2 separate regions of the Mus musculus genome follow, and region 2 is linked to region 1. Evidence: chromatin contacts called from public ChIA-PET data. All regions are on one chromosome and are shown on one strand. Each heading gives the region's core, a stretch centred on a gene start, on an enhancer-like site or on the middle of the called end of the contact. The rest is flanking DNA. Distances are from core to core; before and after follow the strand shown. Region 1 overlaps Pag1 (phosphoprotein associated with glycosphingolipid microdomains 1). Region 2 has its middle 31 kb from the start of Gm33273.

Region 1 (3,700 bases), core at 618-3,117:
CTCACCTGGGCAGCTCATGGCAGGACCATCACTTCCTCGGGTGGAACCACTGTGTCTCTTTGCCGTCTCTCAGCTCTGGTCCTGGTGGTTCCCGTAGGGTCTCACCTGGGCAGGGTCTCACCTGGGCAGCTCTTTGCCCACTCTAACATTGCTTTCCTTATCATTTATTTCTAAGGAACAATTTTTGTCCTTTCCTTTTTAAACTTTACCAAAACAGAAACAAATTGAAAGCATAAAAGAGTCCCCGTTTTACCTCAGGATTCATCCTCAAGCAATCTCCACCAGCTCTTATGTCTCCCCACTCTGCAAGCGTCTCCCTCCATGACACAAACTTAAGAAGTCTACACAAGAACCATCGTACAAAGCAGGGTTTTAGGTTTGAGTTCAATTTCTCAAATCTTAGTCACACTCTTGCAGGACAGGATCTTTATAAGTGATACAATCTTACTGTTAATAAGCATAAGGCACTGTATTAAACAGTGTATTTCAAGTTGAAGGAGTAAATAGCATGGCTAGATCCATGCTAGCAATTAGCACATGGTTCTTCACCCTTTCATTTCATGTTCCCCCTCCCTCCCTCTCTGTCTCTCCCAATCTCTCTCTCTCTCTCCACCTATCTCCCTCCCCACCTCTCCCCCTCTCTCCCTCTCTTCCTCCCTCTCTCCCCCTCTCTCCCCCTCTCTCCCTCTCTTTCAGTATATAGCTGTTTTAAGGCTGTGGTACATTGCCCATTGTGTAGGTCTGCGGTTATGTGTGTGATATATAACACATGCCTACTGTAGGACTCTGTAGATTGAGAAGAGGAGGAAGGAAGCAATTATTCAAATATGGCAGAGACATAACTAAATGGCTCGTCTGCAGCTTCATTTCTGTTCCTTCCATGGATATGTACTCTGTGTCCATGTGTACATTTATCTTATCTAGAACTGTTCGTTTAGATTTAGATTGGCTTGTGTTATGTGTATGAGTGTTTTGCCTGCATGTATATGTGTACCACAGGCAGGACTGGTGCTCATGAAGGTCATAAGAGGGCATCTGATTGCCTGGCACTGACGCTAAGGAGAGGCGTGAGTCACTGGCACCCGTGTCCAAGGTCAGAACTGAACTCAGGTCTTCTGCAAGAACAAGTGCCCATCACCACAAGTCTGTCGACTATGGGCAGGCATTTCAAGTTTTGTCTTTAGGACTCCTTTCTCTGTAGTACTAAAATGCTACAGCTTACGCTTACTGATCAATTTCCTCCTTTACTGCAGAACTTTTAATAAGTAAAGGAGAAGGTAATAACTCTTTTCATTCTTTTAGTTTTAGTCCAATAAGAAATTTAAAACTATGTTCCTCTTATTCCTTTCTAGAACACACTGGGTTCTTCTCTGATTTCCACAGTGGAGCACAACTTCAAAGCTGGGAGTTGGTGAGTTCAGGATATTTATTCATCTAAGTCACCATCTTTAATATTGGTCATTCAAGCTTGCTACTAAGGTAACTCTGTATCTAGCCACCCTGCATGTACAGATGCACAGCTCCAGCCAGGTGTGAGCTAGCCTGCACTCACAGATACACAGCTCCAGCCAGGTGTGAGCTAGCCTGCACCCACAGATACACAGCTCCAGCCAGGTGTGAGCTAGTTCCACCTTAGATGTCACACCATGACCACTGTGCCACAAGGGTAACTTGTCTGTTTTATGTTGCTCTAACAAAACCTGATAGAAACGGCAGGAGATGTGTGTTTGGGGTCACAGTGGGGTCAGAAGCATCATCACTTAGTGAGGCGGATTGAAGGGCATGGTGGGACAAGCTGCTCCCTCCTAGCAGTGAGGAAGCAGAGAGCCAGGGAGGAAGTGTGTAAGGACAAGATACAGCCTTTCGAGGCATCGCCAGCAGCCCACTTCCTCTGAGCCCCGCCTCTGCTCTCATAACTCTGCTCTGCTCTGAACTCATAACTGCTGAATCCATTGATGGAATTCAGCCCTAATAAGTCAATCACCCCTCAAAAGCTCCACCCAGTGTCCACCAGGCGCTGACACATGGGATATTTCCTATCAAGAGACAAGAGACCAAGACACCAACAGGCACAGTTCCTATGCCATGGGACTTCAAGCAGTGTCTGGCTCAGTCCTCATTCTGCTTCTTGGTGCCTCCATGGAGGGCCAGTGCTACCTCATCTCAGTCTCTTTCCTCATTCTGAGATGAGAATACTAATTGCACAGACTCTTTTTTTTTCTTTTTTTTATAAGGTATTTATTTCATTTGCATTTCCAATGCTATCCCAAAAGTCCCCCACACCCACTCCCCCACCCACTCACTCCCACTTCTTGGCCCTGGAGTTCCCCTGTATTGAGGCATATAAAGTTTGCAAGATCAATGGGCCTCTCTTTCCACTGATGGCCGACTAGGCCATCTTCTGATTCATATGCAGTTAGAGACACGAGCTCCGGGGTACTGGTTAGTTCATATTGTTGTTCCACCTATAGGGTTGCAGATCCCCCCAGCTCCTTGGGTACTTTCTCTAGCTCCTCCATTGGGGGCCTTGTGATCCATCCAATAGCTGACTGTGAGCTTCCACTTCTGTGTTAATTGCACAGACTCTTGAGCTCTGTGAAGGATGACCAGTATACACAGCTCTCCCCACCACTACCATCATCGGGACCATGAGGCTGTGTTTACTGTGACCATGATCAGTACTAATACCAGTTACATCGGAAACCCCTGAGTGATCTGGGCTTGGACAGAATCAAAATCCAGCGTGAAATCCTCGAGCCTAAGCAAACGACAAGTCAACGCAAAGACCTTCACACTAGGTTTAGCAATTGCATTACTACAGGTTATCACTTTTTAAAATGAATCCTGGACCTTGAAGTGTCATTTTCACCCCATTTAAAAGATTTAGAAATCTCAAGTGTCCTGGCCTCCCTGACCTGCTCCCATTACAGACCATCATTCTGGGCCTCTCTGCTCACAGAGGAAAGGGTCCATCTGGTCTAGGTTTTCCCAGGCCCTCACATCTTGGTAAAAATGAACCATTGTCTTTTAATTAAATCTTTTCTTATGCTTGTTGAGAAATCCAGAGTTAAGTCTTTGCTGTTAGGAGAGCTGGGTCACTGCTGAGTCATTTGCAGGGCAACTACAGAACCTAGAAACAGATTCCTCCTCCTCCTCCTCCTGCTCCTCCTCCTGCTCCTCCTCCTCCTCCTCCTCCTCCTCCTCCTCCTTCTCCTCCTCCTCCTCCTCCTCCTCCTCCTCCTCCTCCTGCTAACTAAGGCTAAAGAATATGTGCTTAACAGCTTTGATTATCTGTGCTCCATAAATGCCTTCCTCTGATCTCCCAACATTTGACAAGAATCTCAATTCAGGGATTAAATACTTTTTCTACAGCACTGTTTCCTCTAGAGTAACTCGCCTTACACATATAGTGTTGACCTAAAGTGCAGGACGTTCTCCAGTCAGGGATCATTCAGCTTTAACAGGGAACCATGCATTTTGGAATAGACTTCAGATGCATCTCTACACTCAAGGCCCCCAGTGTCTGCAGAGCACTGTCTGCTCCCTTTCTGCCCATGGCCTGACTCTTATGCTTTTCAGTGAAGATAGTTTTCTGTTTGTCATTTGTTTTTCTTTCTAAATTAATGTGAATTTGCAGTTTGTTCTCTGTTGGATGAGATTCCTGTCCCCAATCCTCTGATAACCCCTATTTGAGTGTCTC
Region 2 (3,700 bases), core at 339-2,838, 130 kb before region 1:
AGAATGAGAGAGAGAGAGAGAGAGAGAGAGAGAGAGAGAGAACAGAGACATAGAGACAGAGACACAGAGAGAGGCAGAGAGAGACACAGAGCAAGACAGAGAGAGACACACAGAGACACACAGAGAGAGACAGAGAGACAGAGAAACACAGAGAGACACACACAGAGTGAGACAGAGAGACAGAGAGAGAGACAGACAGACAGACATACAGAGTACCAAGAGTATCCTGGAGCTTCTTTCATTCAGTTTTCAAAAACACACAGAAGCAAACTTTGAGACCGTGTGTCTTGGTCACTATTCTAGTGATGTAAAGAGACACCATGATCATGGCAACTCTCAGAAAGAAAGGCATTTAATTGGGGCTTGTTTACAGTTTCAGGAGTTTGGTCCATTATCATGGTAGGGAGCATGGTGGCACACATGGAGCCATGGTGCTGGAGAGGCAGTTGAGAGCTCTCCAACTGGATCCACAGGCAGCCATTCTTTTTATTATTAATTTATGTATTTATTCACTTTTCATCCCAATTGCAGCCCCCTCCCTCCTCTCTTCTGAGTCTCATCCTCATACATTTCTCCCTCATTACCGCTCCCATTCTCCTCAGAGAAGGGGAAGCCCCACTTGGGTACCAGCCCACCCTGTGGCAACAAGTGAAAGCAAGTCCAAGCACATCAGATGACATCCTTACACAAACTACCAAGCCCACCTAGCTTATTTTATATTCCATCCTCACACACTTCCATTTCACAGAACAAATCACAACTTAATGAGAGACATATATATATATATGTATATATATATATATATGCTTTCTAATAAAACTATCACTCCCATAAAACAACAACTGAGAAACCATGCAGGATTTGCACACGCGTTTCCTCTCAACTTCTGCTCCTGCTCATCCAGGCTCAGATTAGCCTGAAGATAAATTTTTGATCAATTACAAGGGTGATGAAAGAAATTGGCCTGATTATAAGATCAGTGTAAAACTCAGCTAAGCAAGGGCACGCATAGTGTCGGAAGAAACTCAGGTCATCAAGGGTCACCTCCATGGTGGCAGGAGTCTGGGAGAGGTAGATCCAGTCAGTTCCAGAAAGGAATTAACCTGATCCCTAAGCAGCATGTGTGGTGACAAGTGCAGAGGTGAGGCTGAGGCCCAGGTGGCAGCTAGAAGCTTGGCACAAGGAGCTGCTCTCCCGGACTAAGCTTCTCACTTAATGAGCTGCTCTCCCGGACTAAGCTTCTCACTTAATAAGCTGCTCTCCCAGGCTAAGCTTCTCACTTAACTGAGTGAACTTACTAAAGCTTTTCCTGCTTTTCAGGTTTGAGTCCAGAGGTGCAAGGGGCAACAGAAAACAAAACGTGGCTTTCTGCACAAGCCCTTCTTTTCAGAAAATTAGTTCCTGACTTTTGAAATAGTCCCCTAAACTCCAAGTCCCCTAAACGCCAAGTCCCAAACATCACAGCACCTGGAGGAGCCAAGAGTACTCAAAAAGCCTTTCAGAAAATATGCACAGGAAATCAGTAGCAATCACACACAGGAAAGGCGCGGCTCCGTGTGAATTTGATGCTGATTTGATTTTTTTTTTTTTGCAACTCGACAGAAGCTAGCTTGATCTAGGAAGTGGGAACATCCGTTGAGAAAAGGCCTCCATAAGCTTGACTTGCAGACAAGTCTGCAGGGCCTTTAATCATTAATGATTTTTATGGAAGGATCCAACCCACTGTGGGTGGTGCCACCCTTGGGCAGATGGTCCTGGAGTGTATCAAAGAGCAGGCTGACAAACACTGTATGGAAGTCGGGGATTCTTATGGAAGAGTTGGGGGAAGGATTGAAGGCCCTGAATGGGATAGGAACTCTACAGGAAGACCAACAGAGTCAACTAATCTAGATCTTTGGAGCTCTCAGAGACTGAGCCACCAACCAAAGAATATACCCAGGCTGGAACGAGGTCCCTGGCACGTATGTAACAGACATGCAGTTCAGTGTCCATGTGGTGCCTCCAACAACTGGAGTGGAGGCTGTCCCTAAAGCTATAGCCTGACTGTGGAATCTGTTCCCCGACAGGGCTGCCTCGTTGGCCTCAGTGGGAGAGGATATATCTAATCTCGCAGAGACTTGATCCACCAGGGTGGTGGGATACCCAGGGTGGGGCCATCCTCTCCAGAGGAGAAGGGGAGGGTTTTGTGGGGAAGGACTCCGTGAGGGGGAAATCCTATGGAAGCAGAGTGTGGGATGTAAATAAGAAAGTAAATAAATAAATAAATTTAAACGAGTGCAAGCCGAGGGAAGCAAGCCAGTGAGAACCAGTGCCTCCACTTCAGCTCCTGCCTCAGCAACTGACTATAACAGAGACTGTGAGATAAAATGAACTGCTTTAACACAGCGACAGAAAGCAAACCAGAACACGGCTGGCTCGGTGGCTCGGTGGCTCGGTGGTTAAGAGCATGCACTACGCTTGCAGGGGACCCAAGACCAACTTCCAGCACCCATATTGGAAAGCTCACATACACTTGTAATACCAACTCCAGGGTATATGACATGCTCTTCTGGCCTCTACGACACCTGCGTTCATACGCACATACCAATACATATAATTTTAGGAAATGATTTTAAGAAAAGGAAATAAGTCTTAAGTATAAAATAAAATGTAGTTTACTGCTGAAGCCCCAGTGCCAGTACATACCATTCCTATCAACAGAAATCAATGCGACGATTGCAAAGTCAGCATCCTCACAGATGGACTAAGTTCATATTTTCTATACTTCCATTATCCTGAATCTGGACGTGACTGAAAATACATCCAAATTAATGTCCAACATGCTGCAGCTTACGATGTGGTTATAGACTCCTCAGGGAACAGAATTAAACCATCGAACCCATCTTCTGTGTCCAGGGTGAAAGGTTAATGGGCTGACTAAGATGCTAAACAAATTACAAAGCAATGTCCCTTGGAGGGAGAGATGAGGAAAAACATCAAATGCTTATTTGACATTTTCCCCTCAGTTCTGCAAATGTTGTAAATAGCAGTAAAATAATCGCAGAGAAGCCACCAAGGCTGAATGGCTATCTAATGAAGAGTCCCTGCCAGCTAATTCAGGTTTTTGCTTTGTTGCGTGGAATAGAGTGGGTCACCTAAAAATGTTATTTACATTTAGCAAATGACTGAGAAGAAACTCCAGAAAAGCTGGCTCTGCTCAGTCTCTCACACCAAGCAGACAAAAGAACCTGGGGATCCAACCACCGTTCACATTATCAGGACCCGCCTTTCTTCCATGTAATCAAGGACCAGGCATTGCAGTTAAAGACAATTACATTCTTCAAGAATATACAGGCTTGGGCTGGAGAGATGGCTCAGCGGTTAAGAGCACTGACTGTTCTTCCAAAGGTCCTGAGTTCAAAGCCCAGCAACCACATGGTGGCTCACAACCATGAGATCTGATACCCTCTTCTGGTGTGTCTGAAGACAGCTACAGTGTACTCATATATAATAATAAATAAATCTTTTTAAAAAAAGAACACACAGGCTCAACTGTGTCTGGTCTATACTAATTATACAGTTGAGACAGCCCGGTACATAGTTTTTTTTCTCACCTTCTCCTATCTGGTTCCAGATCCTACTGAAGGAGTTCAGTGGTCACACATCCTCCCAGCAAACACAGTCAACCAAGGAAAAGTTAACTCCAGCTAAGGAGAGGAAG

The links. ChIA-PET counts read pairs in DNA pulled down with a chosen protein or histone mark.
Region 2: an RNA polymerase II ChIA-PET map of memory CD8 T cells shows a contact between it and region 1, with 52 read pairs. The contact joins two enhancer-like sites. A contact is called at or near these places in 3 of 484 Hi-C or Micro-C datasets (cortical neurons and regulatory T cells) and 2 of 115 datasets of contacts at active chromatin or transcription factors (effector CD8 T cells and memory CD8 T cells).

What each region holds. Positions count from the first base shown.
Region 1 is chr3:9,784,973-9,788,672 of GRCm38.p6, reverse strand. It overlaps Pag1 (phosphoprotein associated with glycosphingolipid microdomains 1), which reads left to right. Exons shown (of 9, transcript NM_001195031.1): 2 at 1,353-1,411. Among named protein-coding and RNA genes, the nearest start is that of Pag1, 47 kb to the left of the region's middle. Within about 2 kb of position 1,867, at least 24 of the 459 cell types and tissues checked have an H3K27ac peak or open chromatin away from gene starts, as enhancers often do. A contact at or near this core is called in effector CD8 T cells, memory CD8 T cells and regulatory T cells, where this site is marked.
Region 2 is chr3:9,914,784-9,918,483 of GRCm38.p6, reverse strand. No RefSeq gene overlaps it. Among named protein-coding and RNA genes, the nearest start is that of Gm33273, 31 kb to the right of the region's middle. Within about 2 kb of position 1,588, at least 11 of the 459 cell types and tissues checked have an H3K27ac peak or open chromatin away from gene starts, as enhancers often do. A contact at or near this core is called in effector CD8 T cells, memory CD8 T cells and regulatory T cells, where this site is marked.